Linked DNA regions of Mus musculus: region 2 is linked to region 1. A link is a contact called in public HiChIP or PLAC-seq data. All regions are on one chromosome and are shown on one strand. Each heading gives the region's core, a stretch centred on a gene start, on an enhancer-like site or on the middle of the called end of the contact. The rest is flanking DNA. Distances are from core to core; before and after follow the strand shown.

Evidence for each region. HiChIP or PLAC-seq counts read pairs in DNA pulled down with a chosen protein or histone mark.
Region 2: a contact with region 1 is called in a FOXA1 HiChIP or PLAC-seq map of pancreatic cancer cells. The contact joins the enhancer-like site here to the promoter of Sec31a in region 1. A contact is called at or near these places in 1 of 39 promoter capture datasets (the HPC-7 cell line), 1 of 484 Hi-C or Micro-C datasets (CD8 T cells), 2 of 115 datasets of contacts at active chromatin or transcription factors (effector CD8 T cells and pancreatic cancer cells) and 1 of 9 other capture datasets (liver).

What each region holds. Positions count from the first base shown.
Region 1 is chr5:100,411,596-100,418,945 of GRCm38.p6, reverse strand. It overlaps Sec31a (Sec31 homolog A (S. cerevisiae)), which reads left to right and starts at 2,712. Exons shown (of 28, transcript NM_026969.1): 1 at 2,712-2,843.
Region 2 is chr5:100,619,094-100,626,153 of GRCm38.p6, reverse strand. No RefSeq gene overlaps it. Among named protein-coding and RNA genes, the nearest start is that of Plac8, 50 kb to the right of the region's middle. Within about 2 kb of position 4,998, at least 97 of the 459 cell types and tissues checked have an H3K27ac peak or open chromatin away from gene starts, as enhancers often do. A contact at or near this core is called in CD8 T cells, the HPC-7 cell line, effector CD8 T cells and 1 more, where this site is marked.

The sequences.
Region 1 (7,350 bases), core at 1,463-3,962:
TGTAAGGGCTGGAGACATAGCCTAAGGTTAAGAGCTAATGTTCTTTTCAGAGGAACCAAGGATGAACTGACGCCTGGATCAACGTCCACCCGACCTTTCCATAGACACATAGTTAAGAGTAAAAAGATTTCATGCTGCCTGAAGCTCCAGAAGAGACCTAAACAGCCACAACCAGGCCTTTCTGAGGCGCTGCAGGATGTGTGACAGCAATGCCACAGAGAACACTAACCAGTCAGACTTGTTCTTTGCATCGCAGGAATCAAGAGCTGTGTGACAGGCAGCGAGCGCTGCCACCTCTCCCTGCAGTCTTCTATCTGAATGGTGAATTTTACTGACTCTATCCACCACATAGGTGTTTAGTTACCTCCATTCTGGCTTCAATGAGTAGAGTCTGGAAATGAACTTTCTTTCTGAAAGTTTCATTCTCATGGAACAAGGCTTGATTAATAAATTGACTGAGATGAGCTAAAAGACTTGTGAATGGTACTAGGTTTTCCTTGATAGGGGCAGGTGGTCCTTTGCAAACTCTGATATTGTACAACTATCACTTTACCACCAGTCCCCCACAGTCAACCTGGTGGTACAGGACTGAATCCCAGCCACTTAGACAGGTTAGCAAGTTCATGGACAGCTGTTGGTTATACCAGGGATCACTGCCTGTCTCCGTCCCTCTACTGCTGGAGTGACAGATGGTGGCTGCTGCCCTAAGCTGATACATAGGTCCTATCCTCATGCTGGGGTGGGGTGGGCCGGGCCACCATTTTCTCAACTCTGTAAACTTGCTTTTTAAAGTGAAATACATATGTAGAACACAGAGGGGGTGAATAAAAGACATGTCCACTTTCCAGTACTTCTGACTACCAGCTTGTTGCTAGGGATCAAACAGCTTTGTGTATGCTATGCAAAAACTCCCACTATAAAGTATACCCTCAGCATGGAAAGACAAGGAGTCACCATGCAGTTCAGGCTGGCCTCACAATCTTCCTGCTTCTGCCTCAAAGTCCAGCTTGCTGATACCTTGTGTTCAATAAAGAAGCATCACTAGCATTACTTTCAGCCGGGCGTGGTGGCGCACGCCTTTAATCCCAGCACTTGGGAGGCAGAGGCAGGCGGATTTCTGAGTTCGAGGCCAGCCTGGTCTACAGAGTGAGTTCCAGGACAGCCAGGGCTACACAGAGAAACCTTGTCTCGAAAACCAAAAACAAACAAACAAACAAAAATTACATTCATGTAAGGAGTCTATAAGCAAGGTGTTACAGGAGACTTGGGTGTGGTCAACAAGGGTAATAAGTTAGGAGATCTCAGTTCAGTCCAGGTGCTAATAGTTTATGACAAGTGATTTTCATCTGGCTTGAGTTCACTGATGAAATAATCCCACCTTAAATTAAAAGTACAACCAGGCAGCACATACGTTAAGGTTGGGAGCTCTAAGGGAGATAGTTTAAGTGTCTGGGACCAAAGGGTCCCAAACCAACCCCATCTTGTTAAAATGTACAGAAATGTACTAGACCTAGCTTAAGTTGGGATAGAGAATTTCAGCACCTAATTTCTTTTGTTGTTTATGGTTTATTCACTTTTTATGTGTTGAGTGCCTGTATTTATGTATGTGCTTTATTGCATGCAGATATTGCTGGAGGTCAGAAGATGGTGTAGGGTCCTTTAAAACTGGAGTCACAAATACTTGTGCACTGCCGTATGGGTTCTGTGAAATAAACCCAAGCCCTCTGTAAGAGCAGCAAGTGCTCTCAACTGTTAAGCCGTCTCTCCAGCCTTTGGTGGTGGTGTATTTTCTTTTGCTTTTCAAGAAAGGCTCTCTTGCAGCCTAAGGTGACCTGGATTTAGACTAGCCTCGAACTCCTGATCTTTCTGCCTCTACTTCTTGAGTGTGGTGGCATCATATGCATGGGCCCAATTCAGCACCCATTTCATTCTTTTGCTCTACAGACCAGCTTCTACATTTCCAGTTACTGGTTTATATCTTTATCTCTATCTATCTATCTATCTATCTATCTATCTATCTATCTACCTACCTACCTACCTACCTACCTACCTACCTACCTACCTACCTATCTATCTATCTATATCCCTAAACGAAAATCTCAATGCTCCAATCTGAGAGCAACACACACACACACGCTTATTTTGTTCCGGTAGCCCAGGGCGAGTGCTAATAGGTTTGAATACCATGGATAGCTACTGAAATATTAAGAATATGAACTTAATTCGATATACCTCACTCACGCAGCTAAGCCTCTATAGAGTATAAGCCTTTGGGTGTGTGCGACAAAATCACGTAAGTTCTCAAAGGGAAGACGCAAAACCAATAATTAACTTAGCCGAGTCACAAACTGAACCGGTCCTTGCAGCCAGTTTTCGCCCGCCTTGTCTAGTGTGGGTATTGTCGCCAGCAGCTGCTGACGCCTCACAGGAGTGCTACGTGGCGTCCTCGCGGTCACCGCTCTCCTTCCCCGACGGAGACGCCCAGCTCGACTTCCCCTTGATCTACCGCCAAGCGGATGCATCCTGAAGTTTAGGCGCCTCCTCACGCCGCGCGGCTGAATCCTTACCTCCGGCCAGACTAGCCTACCGGAGTGGCTGCTCCCGGAAGTGCTGTCCCGCGGGGTGGGAGGAGCGAGCCGCTGCTCCCGGAAGTGCCGGCTGGCCGGGTGGGCGTGGCGAGTTGCCGCACCCGGAAGTGCCGGCCCGCAGGCGGGGCTGCGGCTGCCACGTTGGAGCGGAGCGTGGAGGTGGCCCTGGGCCGCGGAGGAGGGGCGGCGGCGGCGGATCCGGGGAGAGGCCGACGCTCGCCGGCTAACGCAGGACAGGTCGCTGAGGTCCGCCAGGTGTGTCCGCCGTTTGTTTCCTGCCCCTCGCCAGGTTCGGTGTCCGCTGCCGAGGCCCGAGGCCCGTTCTCCGCTGACGGCGCGCCCCCGTCTCGTTTCGGCCCCGCCGGGACAACGCCTGGAGTCGCAGCAGGCGGGTGATCGTGCCGGTCATCCTCTGCCGACGTTTCCAGGCTGCCCTGCTCGGGAGTGAGTTTGAGGTTAACCTTTCAGTCCCTGTGCACAAAGTGGTGCGATCCCCAAGGGCATGGAAGGGAAACAGACCTCGGGATGATTTCTTTGACTTCACCTAGGTTGAGATTTTTGTGTTAAGTTGTGTTTGAACTGTTGCCAGATTTAAAGGACCATAGATTTGAAAGGAAGGCTACTGTCGTTTAACTAGGACTGTATTATTTAGCGACAGCAGTCGCTAATCACAGCCGGTGCTTCAAAAGCATATGATTTTGCTGCTGTTGTATTAAATTACATTGTGAGGCAGTTGTAAAATAACTGCCTGGACTTGTGGGCATGTAAACTTTTTCTGTGAGCTCGTAGAACTAATTCTGCAGGTCTTCCTGGAAGTTGCAAGAGTTTTTTTGATAGTTCCTCCAAATTGTTAAACTATACAAAGTTGAAACTTGGCTCTTTGTCTACAATTGTAACTCTTATATATATATATATATTTATATGTATAAATAAAATTAGAAGCTCGCTCATGTGACCGTATCCTCTATATCCTGATTATTCAGGAGTTGGATAAAATGTACTGCCCTTTTAAGTAATTCTGTCCTTGTTTCTCTTCGTTACAGCAAACCAAGAAAGGTTTGCAGGGAATAAGAACTTTTGGATAATTTCTATCTTAATTGTGAATGTTACACATTGTGGAGTCTGGAAATGTGAGATTTGCGATGAGATTTGGATTTCACTGGTAAATTTTGTAAACAGGTTTTTTTCCCCCCCTGAAACATGTAAGAGTAGAAAGATATTTGTGAACTGTTAAAGGCAATGGCTATCAGTCTTTTGGCATTTTCATCCCCCTTTGGAAGCATCGGGCTTTTCCTAGAAAAGCATGCGCACACTGTATGCACATACCTGGGTAGGATTTTCTGTGTAATTTCATGAGGTTCAAAAATCCCGCATTAAAGACTTGTCAAGTGATACAGCAAAATTAATTTCTTTTTGTTTCTCCCTCTCTTCTTCCCCGTTTCCTTCATTCTTTGAGATAGGGTCTCTTGTGGCCCGGAGTAGTCTCAGACTTATTGATTAGCTAAGGATGACCTTGAATTCTGACCCTCCTTCTCTAACCTCCGGAGCTGTGGGATTTCAGGCATCTACCATCACACTGGAAGTATTTTCTTTTATTGTAGATTAACTTCTTCTCCTAACATTTTATCTTGTAGATTTATAAGATAACATGCAGTTCTGCAACCGCGGTTGATTTTTTTTTTTTTTTTTTTTTTTTTAAGTTTGGTTGAGTGAAGTGAGCCTGGAACAGCTGATAGTGCTAAGGAGCTTTTGGAGAACAAATATTCCTGTCCTTTGTGAGTTATTCTGCCCACGTGGACCTTTACTAAAAATGGTCCCAGGCTCGGGTTTGCACTCTCCGTATAAGAATCAAAGGTGCTGAGTCTGTCACCTCTGAGGTGTGGGGCAGCTGTTTGCAAGGTTGCTGTTTTTGACAGAATAGTACTGTTGGCTTTCATGTTGCTACATAAAACTTGCAATGTGAAAATGAGTTTAGAACCGCAGAGGTGGCTCATCGGGAGCACACGCTGCTCTTCCTGGGGATCACCAACATCAGGTGGCTCTCAGTCACCTACAAGTCACCTACATATACACAAACACATATGCATATGATTTAAAAATACTAAAAAAAAGTCACTAGAAAGAAGAAAGTTTCTACTTAGTTCAATGTAATTATCATGGAGAGAAAGTGAGTTAAAAAATAGAAGTTCTTGTCTGGAACATAATGTTCCTCAGATGTTAGGTTTTGGGTGGTTTTGTTTTGTTTTTTATTGATGGGAGAAAGGCCCAGGACCTTGGATATTCTAGGTATGCACTGTGAGCTGCATCCCTAACTCTTGCTTTGTTTGTTTGCTTGTTTTTTTAGACCTTATCTGTTTAGCCCAGGCTGGCCCAAAACTGCTGCTCTCCTACCTCTAGTCTCCAGCACTAGGGTTACACTCCTCTGTGTGCCACCTCACCTAGCACGTAGATGTATTCTTGAAGACTTGTTGGGATAGACGGTTTAAATTGTGAATTGAGAACAAGAAGCATCCTTAATGGATAAGCCTTTTCTCCCATCCCTTTAAATTGTGGTTTCAGAATAGTTAGTTAATTGTATTTATTTACTATGAGCTAGACAGTGTCCTAAACATTTAATTCTCACAAGCTATGATGTGGATAGCTTTGTGGGGGAGGAGCAGAACCACAAAGATGCAGTGATGTGAGGGTTGGAGCTGAGACTTAGGCTGAGGTTTCAGCAAAGGGTGTCTGTTCCAGCCTCAGTCTATCACTGCGCTGGAATACTGACTTGCAGATGGTGGGGACGAACTAGCGAATGTCCTCAAAGTCCTCATTTCCTATTTCTACTATGATTATGTTCTGGATGAAATGCTTTTAAATGAATTATGCTCAATGTGAATATAATCACGTAGTATTGAAAAGCTACACAAAACTATAAAGATAGATTGTCATTGAGAAGCACAGATGGCTTCATTCTGTCCCCCATGTTCTAAGAAAGTCATCTGCAATTAAATATTTGTAACAGAAAATCCAGTGAAATTCGAAGCTTAGTTTGTAAATACACGGAGTAGGCTATTCTTGTTTAATTTGACTCATAGCTGACTGCATAGGTGTAGGCCGTCATTGTAACGGGGTTTTCTTTCCATGCAGCTGCACTGAAACTTTGTTCTGCATAGGTTAATAAGAGGAATAGTCTTTACTAGAACTTTGGGCATTAGAGCAAAGAAATAGATACATTAGGAGTGCTTTGAGTTCTGACTTAGCCATTTTATGTCCCCGTGGTTATCTCTGTGTTACACATTAACTAAACATTCAGGAATTAGGTAGCCCTTGGACCTTTGCTGTCAGTAAGTATACTGTAATTCTAGTCAGAATATCTATCTATCTATCTAGAGATTTTAGGGCTCTGTGTGCTTTACTAATGATTTCTAAACCCAAACACCAGCTTAAAAAAAATAACAATTTGTTTTCCTTTTAGAAATTATTCTGAAATTAACTTCTACCCACTCCTTGCTAGTGTTTTTTATGAGATTATATAAGCAGTTAAAAATTAATAAAAAGGATTTATCTGACACTTTTTTTTTAGCTTATCTAGGTCATTAGTGCATTTGTTTCCCCTTGTATATAATCATAAGAAGTTAAAACAAAACTTCCATATACTTTTTCCATACCTCAGAACTTGCTCCGTAGTGAAGGAAAGACTCAGATATGTGACCCTTCCTTCCTTCCTGAAAAATTAGAATTACAGCACAAGTGCATCCAAACACTAATCTATGTGCAGAGCACTTTATTTGGTTCTCTATAATCCATGCTATCCTGTTTAAATTTCATATTATCCAATGAGGTAGTGACCTTTTACAAGTGTAGAAACAGGGCCCAGAAGAGCTAAGCAACATCTAACAGCATATTTAATAGTAGCAGAGGCGGGCTCCCAAACTCGGGGGGCAAGTGTGTATCCTACCTTACCTAGCACGCCTTTGCTGTGTTTTCTCCCTGTTGATTGTTTGTTGTGTTGTTTTGATTCTGGGTCTTACTCTGTAGCTCTGGCTGTCCTGGAACTCACTGTGTAAGCCAGGCTCTCCGTCCAGGTTTTTAAGATGGCCTCTTGTCGCTAGGTTGGCCTGGCACTCCTGACCTCCTGCAGGCTTGTAGCACTGTGTAGCACTGTGCCCAGTTTGTCTCTAGTACTTTGTAAAAAAAAAGAGTTTCTTTTCTTGTTCGCTTTCTTTGAGACAGGGTCTCTGTAGCTGAGCTGGCCTCACACTTGCTCTGTAGTGGAAGATGACCTCAAACTCTTCTTCCTCTTGCTTCCACTGTGGAGGGCTGACCTGACAGGTGTGCGCCATCACACCTAACTTCTAAAAGGAGCTTCTTGTCTCTTAGTGTCCGGGTGCTTGAATGTTGGTGCATCACCGTGATATTGTTTCATCAGAATAATAATGTTTTTATTTTTAAATTAAAATGATTACTATCTGTATGTACGTGGGTGGGTGCAGGTGTGCCCTGTGTGCAGGTGGGGTCCAAAGACAGCGTTGGTGTCCGTTGTACCCTGGGTGTCACACTCAAGGTCAAACACAGGCTGCTGAGTTTGCCTCCTCAACCTTAATTCACTGAGCTACCTTGCCTGCCTTTCCTAGTGTTTTTTTAATCTAATATTTTTTATTGTTGTTGATTTAAAACAGGGTCCTGTGGACCTAGTCTGTCCTGGAAGTAGCTGAGGCAGAATATGTCCTTGAACTCTTGATTGTCCCACTTCCTCTGGAGTGCTGGGGCTACAGGGTCT
Region 2 (7,060 bases), core at 3,749-6,248, 200 kb before region 1:
CAGCCTGTGTATGCTCTTTGGTTGGTAGTTCAGTCTCTAAGAGCCCCCAGGGTTCAGGTTAGTTGACTCTGTTGGTCTTCCTGTGGAGTTTCTGTCCCACACAGGGCCTCAATCCTTCCTCCTAGTCTTCCATAAGAGGCCCCAAGCTCCATCCGACATTTGGCTGTGGGTGTCTGCAACTGTCTGAGTCTGCTGCTGGGTGGAGCATCTCAGAGGACTGTCATGCTAGACTCCTGTCTGCAAGCATAAAAGACTATCACTAATAGTGTCAGAGGTTGGTGTTTGCCCATGAGATGGGGAAGACCCACTTTTAACCCTTATCTTTTGAGGTGGGAAGATCCACCTTTAACCTGGGCCACGCCTACTGGTGATATGGAAGAAGGAAGTTTTCGCTCATTGCCTGCTAACTCTCCCTCTCAGTGGCAAGTCCATTCCTTCACTGTAATTAGAGGCTGATTTTTTGGGATATAGAATATGCTGCAGTCCAGCTGAGACATCCAGTGTTGCTGACTGAACAACTACTGGATTCATGGACTTTCCATTGGTAATTGGCCACTCTTGGACTAGCTGGACCATAGCCTGTAAGCCATTCTATGTTCACTCCATAAGTTCTGCTCCCCTAAAAGAAACTCTGGCTAATATAGCCTGACTGGACCCAAACACAATACCTGCTGCATACTAGCTCCCAAAAGACATGAACTCTTTCAGAAGGGGCCTTTCAGAGCACAGCAGTGATTGAAAAGCAGACTTCCTGGATAGAAAGAAAGTCCAGCTCTGACTCTGGCTTGAAACTATGGGCTTGTGGTTTAATGTGCTCCAGTTTTACTCCCTGCAAAGCAGTGTCAAAACACAGAGAATCCTTGTGGGACTGACACATCGAAATATATAAAACATCAGAATAGTGCCTAGGGCATAGTTCCTTGTCCCAGACTCCAGAGAACAAGGAAGGAGCTCTTAGTGCTTGCTGGGCACAGGAGGTCGAGGAGAGATAAGGGTCATGTGATGGAGGATAGGGGCTACAGGGCAGGGCTCTGGGCCTTCACGGGGCTGGTCCTAAAGTTGGCTGTGCCTGAAACTTTTCGGTTGCTTAATATTCTCTGACTTGCATTAATAACAACAACAACAACAAAAAAGAAATGTCCTGAAAGCAGTAACCCAGTGTCTGGGGCTGGAAAGATGGGAGCTGTCCATGCCCTGTGTTGAAAGCTGTGCTTTCTACTTCCTCAAATTCTTCTCACTCTGATTTTCTTCTCCCGCGCCTCCACTACAGAGAAGGTCGAGCTTGGGCAGGAAACGTTTTCTGGATACTTTTGAAGTGTTTAGAGGCTGTGGTTGGGCCCCTGAACTGTTTTATTTATTAATAGCTCCATGAGGATCCTATAGTGCACAGTCTAAGGCACATGGCGAACTAATGGCAATACCCCCACTTTGGAGCACCTCTGGATAAGGTCAAATTCGAGGCAAACATTTGTAGTGTAGCTAACTCTAATAGCAATGCCCTCAGAGCTCGTTCTAGTCAGTACTGACCTTCAAATGTGCTTGGTCCTTTTTTTTTTTTAATGGCGCTGACCCCCCCACCCCCCCACCCCACCCCCCAGAGCACTCTAGTCAGTGCCTGGGCTCACACACGCAGGACTCAGTAATCTTTCTCAGGCAACCAGTCATCAGCTGCTTCATCTACCTATCCCCAGCCTCAAAGCTGAGTCTGACTTGCAAAGAAAATATGACCTGGCCACCCAGCTCCAAAGCATCCATGTTCTCTTTTGCATTACTCCTCAGGCCAGAGAGCTGAGGTCGCCGCCATCTTCGTAACTGATGGCAAAGCCTCAGCACAGGCTTCTGTGTCACACAGGCCTGAGTTCAAATTTTACTCTCCCTGGTTACGAACGGTGAGGCACATGGGCAGTGAAAGGACACGGGGGTAAGCGGTCTTTTCCCTATTCTGTCTCATCAATAGTCCATTCATTAACACAGTGCATGTGTACCAGATGCAGGAGGCTCCTCCCCCACACCAAGCAGTCAGTCAGTGTTTGCAGCCATCACCAGTCGGATAATCCAGGCTGATTCTGACACCACTGAACCAGAGGTAATATCCGATGCCACAGGTACGGATTTGGTACTCCGCTGGTGCTAACGTCCTGAGTTAGTTGGAAGCACAAGTTTGGTCTGTGCATCTAACCAGTTCTTTATAAATTTGGAACTCCCAAGGCCCCTTCCTTGAGTCCCACTGGTTTACTAGAATGGCTCAGAGAATTCAGGGGAGCCACAATATACTGACCTTTTACTTTAATATTCTAATGGTGTTTCCAAACAAGGTGTGTGCTTTGCCTCGCCTCCCAGGTTCCCAGTACAGAGGTGAGTCACCCACCTTTTCAATTTAACAGCCCAGATATAAATTGATTATTATTTCTGCACTGAAATCGGGTAACATTATGCTCTGTGTCACTTATTTTCCATTCATTCTGACAAAATACCCAACCAAGGCCATTTCAGGGGTGTGGCAGGAAGGTTGAGGTGCACACATTTGACCCCAGCATTCTGGAGAGACAGCATCAGGCAGACCTCTGAGTTCAAGGCCGGCCGGGTCTACATAATGAGTTCCAGGACAGCCAGGACTTCATAGTGGGCCCTCGTCTCAATAAAAAAACAAGAAGAATGATCGATAAGGAGCAGAGAGGGGAGCCAGGCGGTGGTGGCGCACGCCTTTAATCCCAGCACTTGGGAGGCAGAGGCAGAGGCAGAGGCAGGCTGATTTCTGAGTTCGAGTTCAGCCTGGTCTACAGAGTGAGTTCCAGGACAGCCAGAGCAACACAGAGAAACCTTGTCTCAGAAAAAAACAAAACAAAACAAAACAAAAACAAACAAACAAACAAACAAAAAGGAGCAGAGAGGGGGGTGCTGGTTCTCAGCTGGAGTTTTCCTTTCTCTCCTTTTGATTCAGCCCCAGAACCCATTGTGTGTGTGCAATGGTGGTGCTCGCACGCATACTAGGTCCTTTCAGTCAGTGTTCTCTGAAAATGTCCTCAGGCACTCTCAGCGCTGCTGTATCTCCTAGGTGGTCCTAAATCCCATAGAGCTGACAGCCCACACCAGGAATCACATGCTGACTCGAAGTCCTCTACTCAGTGGTACGTGTAGATGGTGACCACATCCAGAGGCAAATTCCTCTCTGGAACAAGCAAGCACCAAGCGACCCTTCCCATGTATGCGTCATGTCCGGGAACATATCTCTCTAGTTCATTCTGGCCAGGGAGAACATAACAAAGATGTTTTATGGCGTGACTCATCCACATTTTATATTTGAATATAATAAAATAATACATGACTTACTAGAGCCATTGCTAAAGGGTTGAAAGGCATTGACCTGTACTAAACTAACAGATTTTCGTCAGAGATCCCAGAATAATCATGGTTATGTACAGAATACTGTGTCTGTGTGCCTAGCTCGTGACTCATCAGATGAGTCACGTCTCCTCTTGCCCTAACTGCCCATTTCACCTGCGATGATTTTCTGTTTAATTAGTCCTCCTACCTTCCATACCTGTTCAGGGACTCAGGATAGTGGCCCTCTGATGTCAGTCTTACCTTGAGGACCAGTCCAAAGTGACGAAACAATTACCACTGACTGTGTTCTTGGTGAACCCCAATCTTTCCATAGCTCCTCTTGTCTACACTCATTAGCCAAGAACACAAAACCCACAACCTGGCTTTGGGTTTCACCAGCTGCTACTCACGATGTCATTAGCGTCTTGACCTTCTTGAAGCAAAGGGGTTGGAAGGCCTCTTTGTTTCCGGAAGCAAGTCACAGAGATCAGAATCGCCAAAGTGGGAAATCCCCCTTCACATTCCTTACCACTAGCATTTTGAAGGAAACTCTTCCCTCTCCCACAACCAAATAATCGCCTTAATAGTCTGTTAGTTGTCTAACAAAGTTGTCTGACTGTTCACTGAAAAGGGCAAAAAGCAAAAAGCCAAAAAAAAAAAAAAAAAAAATCCCCAGACCAAATCTCTTTGGATGCTTCATAACAAAATGGACAAACTGTTTTCTGACACCACTGGCAAATGAATGACTTCTAGCCCTCAGGGCCTGACAGACATGCCATTTCAGTTCAGACATGAGGTTCTCACCAGCTTCAGTGGGTAGGGCCACATTCCACAGATCTTCCAGTCCCTGTAGCCCCATCAGTAAATCTGAGACTGGTAAAGAACCCGCTCCCCCCGCCCCCCCCCCCCACACACACACCGGCAGCCTTGATGAGAGCACAGCTGGTCTGCCCCATGCTCTGCAAATGCAAGATGGGGCCCTCCTCTACTCTGTCACTGCATCTGCTGAGCTCCTGCAGGGGACAAGTAGCTCCACGGAAAGCAAGAGAATATGGGCAACGCCTGAGTCTGGGTTTGTTTCTTCACAGCAACAGTGACCCTAAGTCAAGGCATACATCAGAGTTTCTCAGCCTCGACACCATGGGCAAATACATCCTTGCTGGGAACTGAGCGTGCGGGGCTGCCCTGTGCATTGTGAGCTGACTGTTCGGGGCACCCCTGTTCTGTCCTCACTAGATGTGATATCGCTTCTCTTCCACCACCGCTCTCCAGCTATGGCAGACCATGAGGATAAGGAGAGACTGTGAGTTGGGGGAGCTTGTGGGTGGCCGGCAAAACCTCAGTTCCTGCATCCAGTCACCTCTACGAGGAGTGACTTTGGTAAAAATCCCGCCATCATACCCACATGTTTGTACATTGTGCTGCAGTTCAAGAAAGATAGTGGCATCGAAGCGCTGAAGTCTCAGTGGAATAAAGAATGAGCAAAGAGAAGAGAGAAAGCAGGCAGGGTGCTGTGAGAACTCGAGACAGGATGCCCAGAGGCAGCAGGCAGGGTGGGGTGGTGAGTGCTGTAAAAACTCCAGACACAGGATATGAACAAATCTACAGGGAGGTCAGGATCATCTAAGCAGACCTGAGTTCCGTGGTTTGCGTGTTGGTCTCCAGGTTCTCATGGTGACGTGTATGTGCAAAGGGCTGTGGTGACAAAGCTGACGGGATAAGCTGCTTAGCTGTGTGACCCCTGAGACTCCTGCTCAAGGCAAAACGTGGAGCAGTGAAGCCAGAGGCTTACCCGGGCCTTCTCGTCCAGCAATGTATGCTCAATCCAGGAATGATACCAGAGTGTCCTAGTCTCAGAAATTACTCATGTGGGCGACAGTGGACGAAATGGTCAGGGGAGAGTACTTCCTGCCAAGCCTGATGGCTCTAGGACTACAATGGGGGGAGGGGGAGACGGGGGAGGGGGAGGGGAACTCCTCATCGTAGAGAGTTGTCCTCTCTTACGTTCACAGATATCCCCACCCACAACATGCACAAGTAAACAAAAAAGATATAAACAAGTAAATAAATAAATAAATAAATAAATAAATGCAATAGTAAAAAGCACTTTAAAAACTTACTTACTGGCACTTCCTTTCCATGCCAAACACAGTTATTCCTATTCTAAACTAGTCAATACAACAAGCAAATATGTCTGCTGCTATGTAAATATTTCCATAGAAGGACTAGATATTAGATGTAGACTATTTAAGACACAGTCTAGGGTCCTTGTGAGATGGATCAGTGGTTATAGTATTCACTGATCTTACAGAGGACCGAGGTTCTATTCCCAGCACCCACACAATGGATCACAGTATTCAGTAATTCCAGTTCCAGGGATCAAGGTTCTGGGAACTGAGCCTGTATCCTCTACAAGAGCATCAAATGCTCTTACCCTCTGAGTACCCCTGGTATGTGTTTAAGAGGTGATGTCTTCAACTTACCATATAATGGTTAACCTTGGTTGATAGCTTGCCTGGATTGAGAGACACCTTGAAGATTAATAAAGCATACCTGGGAACATGTTTGTAAGGGTGTTTTCAGAGAGGATCAACTAAGGAAACGTCCTAGTGACTGTTCCATTGCTGGGAGGAGACAGCGGGGACCAAAGCAACTCATAGAAGGAAGCATTTAATTGGATGTTTGCTTGCAATTCAGAGGGAGAGTCCACGACCATCCCCATGGGGAGCGTGGCGCGGACAGGCAGGCATGGTGCTGAGGCAGTAGCTAAATGCTCATATCTGATCCACAAGCAAAAGTGGGGGGTCAAAGAAGGGGATGGCTGGGCCTGGTGTTGGCTTTTGAAGGTTTTACCCCTAGTGACACACCTCCAACCAGGCTAACACACCTCCTAAATCCTCCCTAATCAGGCTACCAGCCAGGAACCAAACATTGAACTATATGAACCTACAGAGACCGGTCTCATTCAAACCAGCACAGGGCAAAGAGCCACCCTGGATGTGGTAGGCACCAGCTCACAGTCCAGATGGAGTGAATGAAGGAGAGAGATGAGAAGGCGCACGATGCAGCCGTTGCTCTCACTCACAGCCTCATCCCCACCGTGAGGTAAACTGATTTACTCCACCAGACACTTCCCACCACAGTGGACTGAAACTTCTGAAACTCAGGGCTGGAACGAACCCTTCCCGCCTTAAGCCGTTTTCCTCAGATATGTGACAGGGAACTGGAGAGCTCTCACGTGGTGCTGCCCAGAGCTGAAGAGCGCACTGCCTGGAAAGTTTAGTCTTGCTCTTAAGCGTTTCACATTTAGTCTACTACGCTCATATCACGTGCTGACTGTGATCAAATGGTAACACTACGGCACACCCGGTCCCGTGAAGGATTCTGAGATGTATGCAACAGGCACATTCTGGAATCAATTATCAATGCTTGCTACATGTGGGACAGTATGAAGATCATACATTGCCACCCTGCATCTGACGCTGCTTCCAACTCCTGCAATCTTGTTTATTTTAAGACAGGGCCTTACTACGTAGTACAGGCTAATCTGGAACTAGCGATGTAACCCCAGTTGGCCTTAAATTCACAGCAATTCCCCACCTCTGTATCTCTTGTGTTCAGGTCACAGGCTTGAGCTACCAAGTTCATCAAGAAGCTGACATCTTTCTTGCTCCTCATGGCTTCTGTAAAGTGTGACCTTGGCAATCTCTCCAAGTATGTTGGACTGCCTAGACTG